Regions from separate parts of the Sus scrofa genome. Here region 2 is linked to region 1. The links are chromatin contacts, called in public Hi-C maps. All regions are on one chromosome and are shown on one strand. The core of a region is the stretch at or near the end of the contact, and the rest is flanking DNA. Distances in the headings are between cores, read along the strand shown. Region 1 holds the start of DENND6B (protein DENND6B). Region 2 holds the start of TRABD (traB domain-containing protein).

The links. Hi-C and Micro-C count contacts between places; a contact is called where the count stands out from the background.
Region 2: a Hi-C map of liver shows a contact between it and region 1, with 4 times the contacts expected there. The contact joins the promoter of TRABD here to the promoter of DENND6B in region 1. A contact is called at or near these places in 1 of 5 promoter capture datasets (fetal liver), 12 of 47 Hi-C or Micro-C datasets (blood, embryonic fibroblasts, fetal heart ventricle and 7 more) and 2 of 2 datasets of contacts at active chromatin or transcription factors (alveolar macrophages and skeletal muscle).

What each region holds. Positions count from the first base shown.
Region 1 is chr5:374,256-378,974 of Sscrofa11.1, forward strand. DENND6B (protein DENND6B) reads left to right here and starts at 2,301. Exons shown (of 20, transcript XM_021091320.1): 1 at 2,301-2,554. The coding sequence starts at 2,393.
Region 2 is chr5:492,662-497,380 of Sscrofa11.1, forward strand. TRABD (traB domain-containing protein) reads right to left here and starts at 1,913. Exons shown (of 10, transcript XM_021091341.1): 1 at 1,816-1,913. It overlaps PANX2 (pannexin-2), which reads right to left. Exons shown (of 3, transcript XM_003126779.4): 3 at 4,719.

The sequences.
Region 1 (4,719 bases), core at 1,051-3,550:
ATGGATGAACTTCAAAAATACTATGCTAAGTGAAAAAAATATTATGCTAAGTGCAAGAAACCAGACAGAAAAGGTTGCATATTATACATGTCAGTTTCCTAGGGCTGCTGTCACAAATCGCCACAAGCTTAGTGGCTTAACATGCACTGTGATCTCACAGTTCCGGAAGGCAGCAGTCTGAAATGAGTCTACGGGGCTACCAGGAATGTGTCAGCAGAGCTGCACAACAGGTCCTTCTGGAGGCTCCAGGGAGAGGCTGTGTCCCCGCCTGTCCCAGGTCCTGGACGCTGCCTGCCTTCCTTGGCTCACAGTCCCTTCCTCCAAAGCCAGCACTGTGGCATCTACCAGTTTCTCTGACTCCTCAGTCGCACTGCCTTCTCTGACTGGTTTTGTCCCATGGACTGCAGGCTGGCGTACGTCACTTGCAGGCCAAGGTTACTCACAACTAGTTGGCCTCCGTCAATGCCTCTTCCACTGCCCATGACCCGGGAGGCCGTCGGTACAGCTGGTCAAGGAGAACCTCCTGACTCTCACACCAGTCCATGCAGTGGAAAAGCTGCTGAAAACTTTTTTTTTTTTACTCAATGAATTTATCACATTTATAGTTATACAATGATCATCACAATCCAATTTTATAGGATGTCCAACCCACAACCCCAGCACATCCTCCTACCCCCCCAAACTGTCTCCTCTGGAAACCATAAGTTTTTCAAAGTCTGTGAGTCGGTATCTGTTCTGCAAAGAAGTTCATTGTGTCCTTTTTTCAGATTCCACATGTCAGTGAAAGCATTGGATGTTGGTGTCTCATTGTCTGACTGACTTCACTTAGCATGATAGTTTCTAGGTCCATCCATGCTGCCACAAATGCCATTATTTCTTTCCTTTTAATGGCTGAGTCATATTCCATGGTGTCTATGTACCACCTCTTCTGGATCCACTCCTCTGTCGATGGACATTTAGGTGGTTTCCATGTCTTGGCTATTGGAAACAGTGCTGCAATGAACATTGGAGTACATGTGTCTTTGCGAGTCGTGGTTTTCTCTGGATAGATGCCCGGGAGTGGGATTGCTGGATCCAATGGTCGTTCTATGTTTAGTTTTCTGAGGAATCTCCATACTGCTCTCCACAGTGGTTGCACCAGTTTACAATCCCACCAACAGTGTCCGGGGTTCCTTTTTCTCCCCTCCCTCTCCAGCGCTTATTGTTTGCAGACCTTTGGATGATGGCCATTCTGGCTGGTGTAAGGGGGTACCTCACAGTGGTTTTGATGTGCATTTCTCTACTAATGAGTGACGCTGAACATCTTTTCATGTGGTTCCTGGCCATCCGTATGTCTTCTTTGGAGAACCGTCTGTTTAGATCGTCTGCCCATTTTTTGATGGGGTTGTTTGTTTTTTTGGTATGGAGCTGCAGAAGGTGTTTATGAATTTTGGAGATGAATCCCTTGTCAGTTGATTCACTTGCAAAGATGTTCTCCCATTCTGTGGGTTGTCTTTTTGTTTTGTTTAGGGTTTCCTTTGCTGTGCAGAAACTTTTCAGTTTGATTAGGTCCCGTTTGTTTATTTTTGTTTTTATTGTCAATATTCTAAGAGGTGGATCTGAGAAGATGCTGCTGTCCTTGATGTCAGAGAGTGTTTGGCCTATGTTTTCCTCTAGGGGGGTTGTTACCCCAACCTAGCCTAGCCTGACTAGTCTTGGAGTGGGGCCCTTTTCAAAATTAAAAAAAGAAAAGGAAAGCAGTATGTGTCCTACCTATGCAGTGTCTGGACTGACAGGTCTGGGACCACGGTCAAGGCCTAACAAAAGGGCCCAGAAATGCTGGGTAGAGCACTGGACCCAAGACGAGCTCGGAAGGGGCCGCACGCACGGCCTACCAGGCCCGCGGAAACCAACGCCCCAGCGCCCCAGGAAGCCTCAGCCCTCTGCAGGACCCCACACCAGGAGGCGACCCTAGCAGAAAACTCGAGGGACCCTCGGAATCGCGAGAAACAGCGTGTGAGCCTGGTGGGAACGGGAACAAGGTAACGACGAAATCCGGTCAGGAAAGCCGGCCTGGGCGGGAGCCCGCCAGCCTCCACCCGCCGGTCCCCGCGGCGGCCGCGGAGGCCGCGCCCGCAGCCGGACCCGCCACCCGCCAGCCTCGCACGCCCGCGCACCTCCCTCCTCCAGCCTCGAGGCCGCTCTGGCCCCCGCGGGCCCTTCTCGTTGGTGGGCTCGGCGCAGCTCCGCTGCACGGCGCTCCTCCGGCCGCCAGGGGGTGCGAGGCGGCGGCCGGGCCGCTCTGGTCCGCAGCCGCCGCTCGACTGCTCCGCCGCTCTCTCCCGACGCGGCTAGGCGCCCCCGTCGCGGCCGTTTCCCCGGCAACGCGCGGCCGTTCGGAGCAGCCGCAGCCATGGATGCTGGCTCCGGCGCCGAGCCCCACCGGGCTCGCGGCCGCCTCGGCGCGCCGTGCTCCGGGGCACGGGCTCCGGGGGCCCCCTGGGCGCGCTTCTCGGCCTGGCTGGAGTGCGTGTGCGTGGTCACCTTCGACCTGGAGCTGGGCCAGGCCCTGGAGGTGAGGGGGGGCGGGGGCCGCGGGCGGGGCCGGGAGGGCGGGTGTGGCTCTGGCCTTGCCCGGGGGCCGCCTGGGATCCCTCTGCGGGGGAGGTGCCCTCGGGCAGACCGCTCTCAGGTGGCCTCTTCCTCCGAAACCCGGTAGCTGTCACCTCCTGGAAGGTGCGCCCCCGAGCAAAGGAGAGAAAGGCAAGTTGCTAGGACCTGCGGTTGGGAGGGAGGAAAGGGGAGCTCTGCGCTTCGGATAAGCAGAGGGGCACTCTTGATTTTACCTGCAATGCGAATCTCCCCTCCCGCCCCCTTCCCCGCACCGTGATACCTTCTCCCCTCAGTTCCTCCAGCCGGAATCCCAGGGGACGACCTTGACTCCTCCCCTCCTCCACCCCTCATCTGTGAACAAGGCGTACAGCTCCGGCTGCAGACGGGATCTCGGATCCGTTAGCTTTGCTGCTGTCCTCCAAAGTCCGGTCTTTGTGGCTCTCCTGCTTACGATCTTTGCACACCTCCTCGTTAACTGAGAAACAGATCCAGACCCCTTGCGGGTCACATTGCAGCCACGGTGGTGATCTTTCTCCTCACTGGCTGCCTCCCGCTCACCCGGCCTGAACGGTTCCCACGCCTGCAAGGCTCTAACTATGTACAGACACTGTGGAATACTACTCACCCCAAAGAAAGAATGCAATAATGGCATTTGCAGCAACGTGGATAGACTTGGAGATTATCATACTAAGTGAACTAAGTCAGAGAAAGACAGATACCATATGATATCGCTCATATGTAGAATCTTAAATAAAATGATACAAATGAACTGGTTTACAAGACAGAAACAGATCTACAGACTTAGATAACAAACTTACAGTTACCAAAGAGGAAATCGGAGGGATCAGTTAGGAGGTTGGGATTAGCATACACATGCTATTACACATAAAGTCAGTAACCAACAAGGATCTACTCTAGAGCGCAGCGAGCGAGCCTCAATATTTTGTAATAATCGGTAATAGAAAAGAACCTAAAAAAGAGCACGTATCTGTGTATGTCTGTGGCTGCATCACCGTGATGTGTACCTGAAGCTGACTCACTGTGGATCAACCATACTTCAGTTTAAAAAAAAGAAAGGAGTTACTGTGGTGGATCAGTAGGTTACTAACCTGACTAGTATCCATGAGGACACGGGTTCAATTCCTGGCCTTGCTCAGTGGGTTAAGGACCCAGCATTGCTGTGACTGTGGTGTAGGCCTGCAGCTGCAGCTCCAATTTGAACCCAAACCTGGGAACTTCCATATGCCGCAGGCTTGGCCTTAAAAAGAAAAAATAATAAAAATAATAACTATGTAAATAAAGGAATGCTGGGCGGGGGAGGCTCTTCCCCACCCCTCCCCACCCGGGTGTAGCTGAGAATGTGGCTGACTCAGAAGGAGGCCTTCTGAAGGCCTGTGGGGATGGCCTCCACGCCCCAAAGGCCGTGACCTGGACCGTGGAGCCGCCCCGTGTGGGAGGCTGGAGGTAGACGTCACCGTGATGTCAGGACCTTTCCGAGAACCCAGGAGGGGTGCATCCTGTGACTGCAGTCGGCCGAGATCCACTGTCAGGAAGCCAACACCAGGGCCGACAAGGGGGTGTGTCCAAGGCCTTGCTGAGCTCTTGAGGCTCATCGGCAGAAGGGCTGACAGTGTGCCCGGCTCTCCGCGGAGACCCCGTTCCACCGCACCTGACCCCCCGACTTGGCAGAGGGACCGGAGTACAGACAGAGGGGCGATCCGCCCAGCGTCCCAGAGCCCACGTGCAGACTTAATTACATCATGAGAGCGTCTACTGGGTCCCTCTGATTTTCTAGAACTTAACTCTTCAAGCAAGAGCTGTTAAAGGCTCCATGTACTTGGACTTCTGAGCCCAGCGCAGGCTGCATAGCTCAGGGAGGAGATGTTGGGGTTGCAGGGCCCCTCCTAGTCTCAGGTCTGTGCAGCCACACAGGTCCCCTCCCCTGGAGGTGGTGGGGAAAATCCGGGGTCATCTCAGCTGAACCCACGGTGCTCCTGGAGCACCTGCCTGCAGCTGCGTACTCAGGGCTTGGCCTGGCTGAGCGGCACGAAGACCCCAGCCCTGTGCTTGTGCGGGGATGCGAGGGGGGCTGGGGACCACCTTCTGGGCTCTGTGGCAGACACAGCC
Region 2 (4,719 bases), core at 663-3,162, 120 kb after region 1:
GACACCAGGTGGGCGGCAGGCCCTGGGTTCCCACCTGCCCAGCCCGGGCACAGTCCCCTCTCCTGGGTCTCACTGCCATGCACCGTAGTGTGTCCCCCTCGAAATCATATTTTGAAACCCTCACCCCAGTGGGGTGAAATCTGAAGGTGGGGACTTGGGGACATGAGCAGGGTTAGATGAGGTCATGAGGACGGGCCTGTGACGGGGTTAGAGCCTTCGGGGCAGAGGAGGGCCAGGCGCTGCCGGCCTCGAGAGGGCCCGGCAGAAGGCAGCTGTCTGCAAGCCAGGAAGAGAGCCCTCACCAGCGGTCAAGTCAGCCAGCACCTGATCTTGAACGTTCCGCCTCCAGAACTGAGAAAACAGCCTGCTGCTGAAGCCCCTGTTGGTGGCATTTTGTCAGGATCCAAGAGCGACGGAGACAGCCATTCTCTCCCTCACCGCCCCCTTAAAAATTAGGAAGCCAAAGCCTGCCTCCCAGGCCCCGGCCGGGCTTCTCACTGCTGGCCAAGAGCAACCCCCAAGGCCTGCCCAGAAAGCCAAGGGTCCCAGACCGGCCGGACTAGCGGGCCATGAGAGAAATGACTAACCGGGAGGCAGCAGCGTGTGGCCCAGGACCCTTACCCCCTACACCCCCACTTCTGAAGCCTGGGCACCTTGGCCACTGGAGACCCTCCTGGGTCTGGCAGGCCCTGCTCTATGGAGGTGTGGCAAAGGTCGGGACTGGGGCGGAGGGCACATGCCAATTCACATCTGAGCTGGACGCCTAAATGGCTCCTCGTCCAGCACACCTGGCTGACCCCCTGGAACCTGGACACGGCCCAATGCTAGGTCCCGACACTGACCTCCACCGCAGGGCACTGTGTAGGGGCCTGTCTGTCCACCATGCCCGGCCCCCTCTTGGCAGTTTTGCCCAGCAGCCTCAGACACCGCAGCATCACCGCCGTCCTGCAAGGCTGACCGCTGGCCCCAAGGCCGGGGCTCCCTCCTAGTTACACAATGAGGGGGCATCAGCAGCAAAAGCAACAGAGGCCCAGGGTCAGAGGAGCCCGCACCGGAGCGTGCTAAGGGGGCAGCCTGGACGGCTTCCTCTCCAGGGGACCCCGAAAGCCAGGAGGATTCCACCTGGAAACCACCCAGTCTCCCGAAGAGGCTGTCCTGACGCCCAAAGTCAGCCGAGGACTTCTGGGCCAGTTCCTCGTTTTCCATGTGCCTTCGCTTCCTTTCTCGGGATAGTTTCGCAAAGACGCATAGGTGAACTTTGTGGTACTTTGTGGCACGTTTAAGTTGTGTCTCAATAACGCTACTTCACAGAAACAAGGCAGGCAAAGACCTACAGGCCTTGGAAGTTTGGTCTACTTTGCCCATATGGCAGCCGTGCTTGCTCGGCTTGAAGGGCAGAGGCCTCCAGCACGTAGGGCAGGAAGCGCCCAGGGTCTCCACCGAGACCCTGCAGCCGCCGCCTGGGGAGGTGTGGACCCTCCACCGCCCCCCCGCCGCGGCTCAGGCCAGACCCCGCCCCCGGCCCCCGACTCCGACCGACTCCGCCCCCGGCCCCCGACTCCGACCGACACCGGCCCGGGTCCCCGCCCCGCGGCCCCGCCCCCCGCGTGCGCCACTCGAGCCCTTGAGCCCTCTCGACCCTTGCCGTCGACCGCCCACCCCGCGCGCACCCCTCGGAGGCCGGGGCTGACCCTCCTGGCCCGAGACCCTACGCTGGGGGCTGGCTGGTCTCCCGACCTCGACCGCGACCTGACCCCGACCCACCGGGGCCCCCGCGCGCCGCCCCCCGCCCCAGGACCGTGCCGCGCGGCGTACCGAAGCAGGGCGGCGCTCCTCAGCCGGCCTCCATGCGGCTCGTCGCCCCACCGGACGGGGCGGACCGGGGCCGCGGGGCGGGGCGGCCGGACAGGCCCGGGCCGGGGGGGGCCGGGCGGCGCGCGGCATGCCGGGAAGCGTAGTCCCGCGCGCTGTCTGTCTGCTCTTGCCGCGCGCCTGGCCCGAGCCGGCGGACTACGGTTCCCGCGGGGCAGCGCGCGAGCGGCCGCGGACTTCACTTCCCAGGAGGCCGCGCGCTAGAAGCCCCGCCCCTCCCCGCCCCGCCCCCGGCGCCTTGATCCGAGGACTCCTGTGTCGGTTACGCGGCACAGGTTCGAGTCTCAGGTCTGCCACCCGAGTTGAGACGCGCCCTAAAATTCTCTGGCCGCAGCCCCCAGTTAGTAAAAAAAAGCGTCCTCGGGGTGGCTTTGCCTGCTCTGATACAGAACCGTCAAAACTACTCAAAAAAGCGGTGATGGTGCCAGCGAGGAGCAGCGTTCGGGTCCCCAACGGCGACCATGTGGCCACCTCGAGCACCCCTTGGCCTGGCGGCTGGGGCCCGGGGAGACGTGGGCGGGGGCGGCCGGGGGAGAGGGGGCCGGGGAAGGGGCAGGGTCCGCGGTTGGTGGGAGGTGGGGGCCCTCAGGACAGCCTGTCCAGCCGGTGCCTGGTTTGGCCTTTGAGGTCAGCCCACCTGCGGTCAGAGCTGGTTCCAGGAAGGGGGCGTCTGGCCCAGACCTGGTGACCCGTGCAGGTCCTGGGCGGGTTCTCAGTCTGGCGGTGGCCCTCCTGCGGGCGGGCTGCCGTGGGCCATAGAGGCCCCCGCCCCCGTTCACTTGTGCGGGGCGGGCTCCCGCTCCCGCCCACAGGCTGGGCTGTGATCTGTTATCTAAACGGCTTTGGGCTGAAGTCGAGCAGCCAGGCCCTTGGCCCAGGCCTCTGTCCAGTTCCTGTGTGCCAGCTCAGGTCGATTCTGCCCTCCTGCCCTCCTTGGCCATTCACACAGGAGAGCGGCTGTGCGCGATTGCCAGGGACCTAGCGACAGACGGGTTGAGAAGCCCAGGTGGGGCTTGTGTGAGGACCAGAAGCCTGGATTGCAGCCTCAGCTGACGGGTGGGGTCCCAGTTCTCTGGGAGCCCCTCCTCTTGGGAAAGGTGCAGGGAAGGAGCAAGCAGATTGGGGGGGGGGTGTCAAAGGAACGTCCCATGGCACCTGCGGGGAGATGGATGCGTCTGTGGGACACTGACTCGGCCCCTTCTTTCCCAGCAAGCCAAGGCCACGGGCCAGTTCACACCCCAGAGGCCACGTGTTTGCTCCAAGGAGCAGGCCTCTGGATGAGACTGGGTCTGAAATGTCCTGCCAGGCCTTGGCTCAGGGGACAGGGCTGAGCAGAGCAGTCTCAGTGAAGACACGGGGGGTGGGGGGGCGCGCTGTGGCTGCTGTGCCCAGCGTTGCCTGGACCTGTGCCTGTGGAACTCCCATGGCCTTGAGGCCTCACCGCACAGGGTGGAGCCTCGTCCCTACATGGCTCAGGGTCATCTCTACTCTGGGCAGAACCACAGCATGTGCCCGGGTCAGGGTGGGACGGCCGGGCTGGACTCCAGCCCCACTTAGGGTATGGCAGGGGGACCTGGCAAATGCTGCTGCCTGAGGCCAGCAAGACGGGTCCCTGGGTGGGTACTGTCACCCTGCCAGCAGGGTCATCTTGGCCCCGGTGCCCGGCTCGCCGGCATAACGGAGCTGCTTGCTTGCATGGGACCAAGAGGGCTCTCGTCCAGAGCCCCTGACCGCCCCCCCACCCCTGGGTACTGTGTCCTTGGGGGCTCCTTCTCCAAGTCCTTCTGACCCAGGCCAGGCGCCTGACAACTAGGGCCACGCCCCTGCCCTGAGCTCACCGAGGTCAAGCACGCAGGCCAGTCCTGTAGCTGCTCACCCTGCAGAAACCAGGGGTTCCCTCTCCTGGCCCGGTGACTGCCTGGGGCGCCTCCCCGTGAGGCCCTAGGTGGGGCGAGCCCCCTCCTCTCTGCTCTCGCGGCCTCACCACGCCCGAGTGATGAGAAAAAAAACCACATCGGTGAGTCCCCATTGTGGCTCAGTGGTAATGAATCAGACGAGTATCCATGAGGACGTGGGTTCGATCCTTAGCCTCGCTCAGTGGGTTAAGGATCCCATGTTGTGGCTGTGGTGTAGGCTGGCAGCTGCAGCTCCGACTCGACCCCTAGTCTGGGAACCTCCATATGACACAGGTGTGACCCTAAAAAAATTAAAAAAAAAAAAGACACCCAAAACACAGATCGATGGATTGTCCCCATTCTCGGGAAGCCCAGCCCATCGAGCCGGGTTGCTCCACGGAGGCCTGCGGAGGGGCTTGGAGGAGGCCATGCCGGTCAGGAGGTCACGCTCTGATTCCTGCAAAGCACCCGCCATTGAGGCCTGCACCCCACCCGCCCCAGCCACCTGCCTCCCAGGAGCCTCTGTTCAGACTCTCGGGGTCCCCCGCCACGACCTGCAGGTGTGTGACTCCTTGGTGAAGCCCTGGGACCAGCCTCAGCCCCGCCTGCGTCCTGGGCCTGGTGAGGCAGGCGCCCTGCCCTCCATCCCAGTGGCACGAGCACCGCCAGACGGCATCAAGGGCGCCTCTCCTGGGCAACCCTCCCGAGTCCCGCCTGATCTTGCTGCCCCCCATGGACCTGGGCGCTCCCGCCCCCAGGCCTTAGACGGCGGACGGCTTCCTGAGAGGCCCACTGCAGCCCCCTGGCAGCCCGGGATGCCGGACACGCCCGTTCCGAGCGACAATGTGCTCTTGCCCGGCTGGGGATGACCGGAGGGCGGGGCCGCCTCCCAGGCCCTGCCGGTCCCCAGCACCCCACGCCGTGCAGGATGGACCACTCGGGACGCAGGGGT